2 separate regions of the Triticum aestivum genome follow, and region 2 is linked to region 1. Evidence: chromatin contacts called from public Hi-C data. All regions are on one chromosome and are shown on one strand. The core of a region is the stretch at or near the end of the contact, and the rest is flanking DNA. Distances in the headings are between cores, read along the strand shown.

Region 1 (5,516 bases), core at 1,182-3,681:
CCACTGGCGCCATTTATCGGAGAAACCTTTCATCCTTAGGGCCTGTTGGAGAAAAGACCACTTGACCTTGTCATAGGATTTTTGAAAGTCAATTTTGAATACCACTCCACTCATGTTTTTTCGGTGCATCTCATGGACGGTCTCATGAAGGATTAGTACACCATCTAGTATATTCCTTCCTTGCATGAAGACCGTTTGAGATGACCGGACAACATGGTCATCTATCGAATTTAACCTATTCGTAGCCACTTTGGTGAAAATCTTGAAGCTGATATTAAGGAGGCATATGGGTCTGAACTGCTGGATCCATTCGGCCTCCTTAATTTTTGGCAACAAAACAATCTCGCCAAAATTTAGCCTAAATAGGTCGTCGATCGGCATGAAGACATTTAAACAACTCCAAAAGGTCAGTTTTGATGATATCCCAAAAATTCTGATAGAATTCCGCGGGAAGACCATCAGGGCCTAGGGCTTTGTTGTGTTCCATTTGGAACGCTGCCGTTCTCACCTACTCTTCTGAGAAAGGTGTCATGAGGATATCGTTATCTTCCACCGTGACTTGTGAAATATCACCTGTTCGAGCCTCGTCAAGGTGGCATTCCCTTCATCTGGCGCCCCGAATTGAGATTTGTAGTAGCTGGTGATATACTTTTTGAGCTCCTCCTGACATTTGATCCGCACCTCATCTTATTGGAGACTATGAATACATTTCTTCCTATGTCGACCATTGGCGACCAATTGGAAGTATCTTGTATTACTATCTCCCATTAGGATGAAGTCAGCTTTGGACCTCTTGTAGTATTTGATATCCTCTTCGCACAATAGATGGGCAACCTTCTCATTAGATTGATTTTTCAATTCAATCTCTTGTTGAGATAAGGTGCGTGTCTCTGCAATTTTGTCGAGGTCGTCAATGATGGTACAGAGTCGCTGCTTTTCTTTTTTGTACAATTCATTGGTGTGTTTCGCCCATCCAGAGAGGTGTTGCCTCATGACCCTTATTTTATAATCTCATCTCTGAATCGGTGTACGACCAACGGCGGGTCCCTCCCAAACATTCTTGATTATGTCTACAAAACCATCCTGATGCAGCCATGCCAATTCAAATTTGAAAGGCCCTACAGGACCACCGCACTAGAATAGCAACCGCCAGGGATGAAAAGATTAGTAGATCGGATGGATCCAACCTATAGACACACGAGCACAGATGAACAGAGACTAGATCTAGGTGGATACTCCGAAAATAAAAGCCGGTCGAATCCCGCGAGATCCGCTAAAGACAAACCTACACACATCCTCCAACGATGCTAGAAACACCACCGAAACGAAGGATATGCGGGAAAGACCCTATTTCATCTTCAAAGAGCCGCCCCTGTATGCGGTGGCAGTTTGATGTTGCAATTGCGCATTACTATTCAATTTAACGTAAGAAACTTAAAACTCATTTTTAAAAAAAGTGTATTCTTGAATTACTGCTGTATTATTAATTTTTTTGGTAAGGACGGAAGGTGGAGTTTGGACGGGCGTGGCAGGTGATTGTGGACGGACTTGGCGGCTTCTTGGGTCAAATTTGTGGCGACGCTTAACCCGATGTTCCTAATTGCAACCGATGACGTACGTGGAAACTAAGTTTTTTTAGGGCACGTGGAAACTAAGTTGATACTACTAGTACCCATCATCATCATCGATGAGTGCCAATCAACCTGTGGTTGAATGGTTAGAGGGACTGTAGTATCCCAGCCCACCAGGATTCAAATCCTGGTGCTCGCATTTATTTCTGGATTTATTTCAGGACTTTCGGCAATGCGTATCTAGGGGGAGGAGACGTTCCCGTCGACGACGAGGTGCCTACGATGACTTCGTAAATTTCAAGATGATATGACGGCTCAGTCTTCCGGAAATGCTCATAAAAATAGGGTGTGCGTGTGTGCATTCATAGGGATGAGTGTATGCGCGTGTGTACGAGCGCTTGCGTCTGTACCTTGTTAAAAAAATTCTATCATCGATGAGTAGCCTTGGAATCGGTACTAACGCAACGCTACTAGTAGATGCATGTGTCCCTCCCACGGCTAAAAAAGTTGAAAATTTCAAGCAACTGGCAATGTGATGCGTCCCTTAATCCTAATTAATCTTATCCATAACAGTCTCATTGCACCACACCTGCTCGTTGTATCACCTACCTAACCATATCATTTCCGAAGCAACGGAGTCGCAGCAAATGCGGCCGGGTGCGCCGCGCGCCTAGATCGGGTGAGTAGGTGAACGGTGCAACAACTATTGATTTGATCCCGTCCACATTTCACCGCCCGGGACTTGTCCCTTGGCCCACCCTGCACGGCACGGGCAACACGCGCGTGCGGTCACTGTCAGCCATGCCATGCACGCTGCATGATCGCTCCATCTCTTCTCCGCGGGCTATTTGTACGCCCAACCCAGAGCTTCATCCGCAAATCGCAACACACAGACAAAGCCTCCTCGCTCCAATCTTGTCTGCATCGAGAGCGCGAGATCCAGAGTTCCAAACCAAACCAGCCAGCAGCAGAGCTAGACGAACCGGAGCGGCATGGCAGGCGGCGACGAGGGCTCCCTGGTGCCGCGGGAGGTGCCGGGCAGCTACGGCATGCCGTTCGTCTCGGCCATCCGCGACCGCCTCGACTTCTACTACTTCCAGGGCCAGGACAAGTACTTCGAGTCCCGCGTCGACAAGTACGGCTCCACCGTCGTCCGCATCAACGTCCCGCCGGGCCCGTTCATGGCGCGCGACCCGCGCGTGGTCGCCGTGCTCGACGCCAAGAGCTTCCCCGTGCTCTTCGACGTCGACAAGGTCGAGAAGAAGAACCTCTTCACCGGCACCTACATGCCCTCCACCTCCCTCACCGGCGGCTTCCGCGTCTGCTCCTACCTCGACCCCTCCGAGCCCACCCACACCAAGGTCAAGCAGCTGCTCTTCTCCCTCCTCGCCTCCCGCAAGGACGCCTTCATCCCGGCCTTCCGCTCCCACTTCTCCTCGCTCCTCGCCACCGTCGAGTCGCAGCTCGTTCTCAGCAAGAAGTCCAACTTCAACACGCTCAACGACGCCACCTCCTTCGAGTTCATCGGCGACGCCTACTTCGGCGTGCTCCCCTCCGCGTCTGACCTAGGCACCACCGGCCCGACCAAGGCCGCCAAGTGGCTCATATTCCAGCTCCACCCGCTCGTGACGCTCGGCCTCCCCATGATCCTCGAGGAGCCGCTCCTCCACACCGTGCACCTCCCGCCCATCCTCGTCAGCGGCGACTACAAGGCGCTGTACAAGTACTTCTACGCCGCCGCGACCAAGGCGCTCGACACCGCCGAGGGCCTCGGGCTGAAGCGGGACGAGGCATGCCACAACCTGCTGTTCGCCACCGTCTTCAACAGCTACGGCGGCCTCAAGGTGCTGCTCCCGGGGATCCTCGCGCGCATCGCGGGGGCCGGAGAGAAGTTCCACCAGAAGCTCGTCGCGGAGATACGCGCCGCCGTGGCTGACGCCGGCGGCAAGGTGACGATAGAGGCGCTGGAGAAGATGGAGCTGACCAAGTCGGCTGTGTGGGAGGCGCTGCGGCTGGACCCGCCCGTCAAGTTCCAGTACGGCCGCGCCAAGGCGGACATGAACATCGAGAGCCACGACGCGGTGTTCGCCGTGAAGAAGGGGGAGATGCTGTTCGGGTACCAGCCGTGCGCCACCAGGGACCCCCGCGTCTTCGGCTCCACGGCGAGGGAGTTCGTCGGCGACCGGTTCGTCGGGGAGGAGGGGAGGAAGCTGCTGCAGTACGTGTACTGGTCCAACGGGCGGGAGACCGAGAGCCCCAGCGTGGACAACAAGCAGTGCCCCGGCAAGAACCTGGTGGTGCTCGTGGGCAGGCTCCTGGTGGTGGAGCTGTTCCTCCGGTACGACACCTTCACCGCCGACGTCGGGGTCGACCTGCTGGGCACCAAGGTTGAGTTCACCGGCGTCACCAAGGCCACGTCCGGTCCCGAGAGCGCTGTTTAAAAATTAAAACCTGCACCGGTCATCGGCGACAACGGATTAACGTACGGCAGCAGCTCTCTCATAGCAGCCGTCAATCGTCCCCGTCAGCACGCACGTACGTACGTGCCTCGCTATATAGTACTCCTAGAACGAGTCAGTCATGCATGCACCTTGTTCGGTTGCTTCGCTGCATGGTGCCCTTGTGTATGTGTGTGCGTGTTTTACTTTTCGCAATCTTGCCCAGTGTAATAAGCCGTACTTTCCTGTAATAAGATTCAAGATTCCTACTCTTGACGTACGGTAAAAGGGACGACCTTGCGGTGAGTCAACGTGAGAGACCTCTCTTTTGTACACATACGCAACGCGGGCTTGCATTCACAGCCACTCACCCTAGAAACCTAAAGTAGCATAGGGCGTGTTTGGTTGCAGTAGTGAACAGTAGTTGCATTGCATATATTTCTTCACTCAGCCTGGCTCTAAAAAAACAGCATCATATGGACATCTGCAAGTTGTTTGGTTGCCTGCATCTAGGGTCCCTGCATTAGGTAATACGCAAGTGATTTTTGTTTGGTTGACTGCATTGGCCCAAGCGGCATATGAACACGGTGTTTGGTTGCACGTATGAGGTATGATTAAGAGCTAGCATTTGCACTTAGCACACAGAGTTAAGAGCTAGCAGATGAAGGGGGAGAAGAAATGCAGTGTGCGCCGGACCATGGCGAGTGCGGTGGACAGTGAGCATGGCGCCGTGTCCGACATGAAGAGCACGAAGTCATGGGCGAGCGACCCCGTCGGCGAACTAGTTGGAGTGCTTGCGCAAAGACAGTGGACAGACGGTGGCAGAGAACAGAGGACAAGAACCCCGTCAGTGTGCGCGCCATGGCGGCTTAACTACAGTAGGATCATGGAGAGAAGGCCGAGATGAACGACGGTGACGATGATGCTACCACAGCAAGACGCGAGAGAGGAGATCGAGAGAAACCACGCCGGCTAGAGGAATAATTAAGCAGTATCTTAAATCACAACACGCATATCCATATGTACAGCCATGAGAAATATGTAGATCTTTTCGTCTACGATCGTCGAAACAAGAAACTTGCAACATGAATGTTGTGCAGAATTACAAGATTAGGCTGCTGGTCAAAAGAAATTTCAAACAATCGATCGTGCGCGACGAATCTGACAAAATTCGTCCAAAACAGCTCCAAACGGGAACAAGAAATTGAGCATGTAGGGTCGACAAAACTACAAACCGATCGCCTGAATGGAACCGTAGCATCGATGTGCATCTTTTTCGTGTAGAGCTTACCTCGAATCAAAGCACTGTTGTGTAGATTAGAGGGACATGGAAGAGAGAAGATTAGAGAGGAGCTTAATGGAGGTTGAAGAAGACACCACCTAAACACCTCGCATCCCTCCCGTTTCTCCTGGTGCAGGGCCAGCTGGCCGCGCTTCCGCTCGGCCTGGCTCACAAGAAACTGCCAATCTGAGTGTTTCCAGCAAGTCAGACCCAGAGATGTTTTAA
Region 2 (5,614 bases), core at 2,399-4,898, 140 kb before region 1:
TCATTTAAAAAAATCCAAGAACATTTTTTCAATTCTGGTGAACTTTTCAGAATTCGACGAACTTTTTTAAAAGTTCAATGAACCTTATTTTCAGATTCTATGATTCTTTTTAAAAAATTATTAAACTTTTTTCAATATCGATGAACTTTTTCAAATTTGATAAAAAATCAAATTGATGAAGTTTTTTAAAATTCATGATTTTATTCAAAATCGGTAAACTTTTTTGAATTCATGAATTATTTCTGTCTTTTAGTTTTTTCTTTTTTTTTTCTTTCTCAAAGGCGAACGTGTACATGGCCGACCCATCAGCGCCGGCGGGTCGACGCCAGGGAGCTCTCGGGAGCTCCTATGCAGGGCTGCACGCGCCCATTAATGATCCAGCGCCTGCAGCGCTGCTAGCATGGGCCGGCCTACTAGCGTGCTGCCCCAGTTTTTATTTTTTATTTTTTTTGTTATGAAAAAAATATGAAATCAAAAAAGGTTTACAGATTTAAAGAAAAAAAGGTTCATCCATTTTAAAATAAAAGTTCATATATTTAAAAAAGGTTCATCAATTTTGAAAAAAGTTCATTCAAATTGAAAAAAAGAGTTCATCCAATTTAGCAAAAATTACATTAAATTTTTAAAAAGTTCATTAAATGTGAGAAAAGTTCACAGAAGTTCCAAAAAAGTTCATGTATTTTTCGAAAAAGTTTGTTGAACTGAAAAAAAGTTCATAAATCTAAAAAAAGTTCATCCATTTTCAAAAAGATGTTCATCAAATTTCAAAAAAGTTCATCGATATTCAAAAAAGTTCACCAATCTGAAAAAAAAACTCCTGAAATTTAGAAAAAAATCATCAAAATTGTAAAAAAGTTCATGGATTTTCAAAAAAAAATCGTCAACCGGTCCATTTACGGACGCCACAGGCGCCAGTTAACAGAAATGCATGTTAACTAGCGCCTGTGGCGCCAAATAGGAAATGCCCTCCCCTGGCGCCTGAAACGCTGAATAGGAGCTCCCGCGCTGGCGTGTACCCTAGATAGCTAGGCGGCCATGCAACATGCTCCTCCGTTCCATGGTTTTTAATTTAGCTGTATAATTAAGCCAACCTCTACACGCGACCCCATCTGGTTCGTGCATGTTCGTTTTGACCTAAACGGACAAACGCAACGACCCAACACGTGACCTCATCTCCAAATTTGGTCCGTTTAGCTTCCGGCTCATCTTATTTCCGGCGCAAACTTACATCCGGTTTGCGTCCAGATGGACAGCGAATGGACGCCCACGCGCCCGCTCCTTGTCTGCCTCGGACCCGCCGTCGGCCGCCAACCTACCTCCCACCGCCCGCATTTACGGTGCACGCATGGACGGACCCGCCTGTCAGCCACCCGGGCTACCGGTCCTCATCCTTTTTAATGTGGAAGTCGTGGACCGGCGAGTCCACACTTTCACTCCCGCGACATGCGCCTCCTCAAAACCCGAGACGCCCAAACTCTAGCTCCGGCCGCCTCCTCCCCTCCACATTGCCGGCGGCGACCATGGGCTGGCATTGAATCTCCAGCAAGGCGAAGCACGATCGTGAGGCTGGGTCCTCCACCGGCCGCAACCGTAGCCGCTCCATCCCTCCTCCAGCTCCTCTAGCGTTCAGCATCACGCCGTCTGCGGCTGAGCCTAGCGTACGACCATATGTGAAGGCGGAGATTCTGTAAGTGGTATTGGGAGACGGGCACGCCACTGTCGTGGAGTGACGTGCACCTTCCCAACTACCGGCGCCTCTTGGGGACCACGTGCCCATCCCTTCGATCCCCGTCGGTGACCGCGCTTCCGTGAGGAGATCAACCGCCGCTGCGCCCGCCTGCCCCCCCGACCTCCACCACGAGTCCAGGTACGCCGTGGACTCGCCCCTGTGGAATACATGGCTCCGGGACGAGCACGACCCGCGGAGGCAGTCCTACTTCGCCGGTAGCCCGCCACGGGCGCGCTCTGGCAGCGCGGTCTTACGCGCGTCCGCGGGACCCCGACGTCCCCCCCCCGCCATCTCCGCCACCACCACCTCCCATGACCGTCGAGGAGGAGGAGGATCTCGTACGACGCGTTCTTGAGGACTCCATTCACAACCATGATGAGGCCCAATGGGAGGGGCTCGAGGAGATGATGTTCTCTCTGAGATGTCGGCGACATTGCCATCCTCCCGGAGCTGCAGGCCGCCAAGGAGGAGCTGGTCGAGGAGGAGGTGGTCAAGGAGGAGGATGCCATCGACCCACGGTTTGCGGCAATGGTGGGGCAGAGGTGGGCGTGGACGGACATGGTGTCGTGCACGCCGGAGTACATGCCCATGCCGCCCTCGTGGGTGGGCGCTGAGGCGTGGTCGTCGTCCTCGCCGCGGGAAGAGGTTGTGCAGGCACCTCCGGCCATGCAGCCGCCTGCCCATATCTGGTAGCCAGCGCCGTATGTCGACCTCACCGAGGACGACAACGAGTAGGACAACGGCGCATAAAGACGGTGCCGACGACAGTGTCAGATTTATCTTTTTATGTTTTTTTATGTTAAGTTTAATGTGCGATCCGGACTTGTTTGAACGGTTTTAATTTTATAGTGATGTTTAATTAAGTTTATTGTATGTTTTTAAATGTGTGGCCATCCTTTTTTTCAGAGTGTAAGTCGGACAATTTGTGATGCAGCCGCCTGGTTGGGTGCGCTAGCAGTAGGACGGTTAAAATTAAACACGGTCGTCCGTTTGTCCAACCCAAACAAATAAAATTCAGACAAAATGATCGTCCGTTTTAGCATCGACGGTTGAAGTTGACATTAGGACGTACGATTACTTACACCAAAGAAAAGAAAACGTACGATTTTGGTCTCTTCTTGCTCTGCTCTTTCCTTTTCCTTTTGCGTCGGTTCCGAGCAATCTGTAAATGAAACTCGTTAGTCTACTCAGACGCCATGTTGACAAGCCATTGATTCGATCAAGTTGACGTGCAGACGGAGAAAAGAGATGATCATCTGGAACTCATTGACCAATTCTTCCACGAAGGGTGTAGCCAGGGGAAAAGTAAACCCGGTCTCCCGATAACATTCGGTCGCTCGGCTTACTATTCGTGTTCCAGATAAAAAGTTACGACGGGGTCAATTCCTTACTCGGCCGGGAGAGAGCACGTGCCGGCCACGCGTATACACCGTGACATTTCCACGCAGATCCAGCGCGTCCACGCGGCTCGCCTCGTGGTATTCGCCACCGGAAGGGTACGACGAACGATCCATGCACGCCACAGAAACTCAGTAAGCAATCCAAACAATTCTAAAAAAAAAAAGAAACTCAACAAATGTGCCCGTAAACCCACCCTGTCCCGTCCCGTCCCGTGCAAGTGTGGAAAATATGTTCTCCGGTGAAACAAACAAAAACTGACGGTCCCGAGAACAGTCGTACGCGCTGACGTGCACCCTAGCTAGGCGGCCAGGCAACATGGTTTAGGTTTACATTACACATGCAATGCAATCTCTTTACTGTAGCCGATCGTGGACCATGGCAACACGTATCGATCGGGCCAAAAATGAGGGCATCTGTAATTGGCCTTGCATGCGACGACGCGGCCGCTGGCCGTCCGGCTTCATCTGTCCGGCGCTATCCCTGTCCCCGTCGTCGGGGCACCGTGACAGGATGGCGCGCGCTATCGCCACGCCTATATATCGATGCGCGCGGCTAACAAACAAGGTTGGCTTCGGTCGCGGTCCCGTGTGGTTGAGGCGCGAAAGCGATCGATCGACGCGCGAAAGCAGATTCACATGTTGGTGGACGTTTGCCTTAGCCCGGCCGCTGGTCGATCGGCACACGTCGCCCAAGCGAAATGGAAAACATAAAACGTGTATGTCACGGTAGCTTTTTTTTAATACAGTACAGATGCAAGCGCTCGTACATACACGCATACACTCATCTCTATGAATGCACACAGGCACACCCTATCCCTATGAGCATCTTAGAGACCGAGCCGGCGTATCATCTTGAGATTTTTGAAGTCACAGTAGATGCCTCGTCGTCTACGGCAACATCTGCTCCCACTGAAAGCGTATCGCCGGAAATTCTAAAATAAATTTAAAAATAATGCAAACATTATGACTTGAACTCTAGTGGACTAGGGATATCACTGTCCGTCTAACCATCCAACCACAAGTTGGTTCACACCTCCCATCTTCCGTTGAAAAGTGTGATCGCATGCCCTCTCGGCATCTGCATCGATCAGTGATGCACGTAGCCCGCCCCTAATTATATATGGCACAGTTTGTAAGGTCCAACCAACAAATAATGTCACGCTCAAGTCCATATTGATCCATCAGGGTACGTTGCAACGATCAAGGGCCATGCATGCATCAAAGGCAGCCGCGCTCAAGTCCACATCGAGCTAGCGGTACATGCAATGCTGCGTTGGCGAAACAGGGAACAACGCACATGCCACTCAAAAGCATACCGCTAGAGGAGTAATTGTCACATGTGACTGAGATGTGAAGATTGAGAAAGAACTGCTGATTCTATTGATCGATGATCAAGACGTACGTTTAATTATACCCTATGAACATGGGCGTGTTTGATTGCCGTAGTGAATAGTAGTTGCATTGCATAGACATCTCAACCCAGCTTGGCTATGGAAAAACAGCCTCATATGCGACATCTGCGAGTTGTTTGGTTGCTTGCATATGAACTTCCTGCATTAGAGGATCAACTTTGGCACGTTGTTTGGTTGCCTGCATTGTCTCGGCGCATGCAACTACACGCTGTTTGGTTGCCCGCATGTGGTATGATTAAGAGCTAGCACTTCCACTTAGCACACAGGGTTAAGAGATAGGAGAGGAAGTGGGAGAAGAAATGCAGTGTGCGCCGGACCATGGCGACTGTGGTGGATAGTGGCCATGGCGCCGTGTCCGACAAGACGAGCGACCCCGTCGGCGGCACGGCGAGCGACACCGTCGACGAACTAGTCGCGGTGCTCGCGCAAAGACAGTGGGCAGAGGAAGAGAATGCAGTGCTCGCCCCATGGTATCGTCCGTGCAGTAGGACGAGAGAGGAGGCCGAGATGATCGACGCCAGAACGACTCCAGTGTAGTGGGACGAGAGGGAGGAGGCCGAGATGATCGACCCCGTCGGTGGCAGAGAACAGAGGAGAAGAACTCCGTCAGTGTGCGCGCCATGGCGGCTGAACTGCAGTAGGATCATGCAGAGAAGGCCGAGATGAACGACGGCGACGATGACGCTACCGCAGCAAGATCCGAGAGAGGAGACCGAGAGAAACCACGCCGACCAGAGGAATAATTAAGCAGTGTCTTAAATCACAGTACACATATCCATATGTGCAGCCATGAGAAATATATAGATCTTCTCGTCTACTATCGTCGAAACAGGAAACTTGCAACACGAATGTTGTGCAGAACGGCGAGATTAGGCTGTTGGTTAAAGGAAATTTCAAACAATCGATCGTGTGCGACGAATCTGACAAAATTCGTCCAAAACAGCTCCAAACGGGAACAAGAGATTGAGCATGTACGGTCGACGAAACTACAAAACGATCACCTGAATGGAACCGTAGCATCGATGTGCATCTTTTTTGTGTAGAGCTTACCTCGAATCGAAGCACCGTTGTGT

Evidence for each region. Hi-C and Micro-C count contacts between places; a contact is called where the count stands out from the background.
Region 2: a Hi-C map of leaf shows a contact between it and region 1, with 4 times the contacts expected there. The contact joins the enhancer-like site here to the promoter of LOC123098181 in region 1. A contact is called at or near these places in 2 of 5 Hi-C or Micro-C datasets (both in leaf).

Annotation. Positions count from the first base shown.
Region 1 is chr4D:400,853,734-400,859,249 of IWGSC CS RefSeq v2.1, reverse strand. It overlaps LOC123098181 (allene oxide synthase 2), which reads left to right and starts at 2,431. Exons shown (of 1, transcript XM_044520096.1): 1 at 2,431-4,282. The coding sequence starts at 2,564. The coding sequence ends at 4,012.
Region 2 is chr4D:400,996,450-401,002,063 of IWGSC CS RefSeq v2.1, reverse strand. No RefSeq gene overlaps it. Among protein-coding and RNA genes, the nearest start is that of LOC123098182, 13 kb to the left of the region's middle. Within about 2 kb of position 3,648, at least 7 of the 8 cell types and tissues checked have an H3K27ac peak or open chromatin away from gene starts, as enhancers often do. A contact at or near this core is called in leaf, where this site is marked.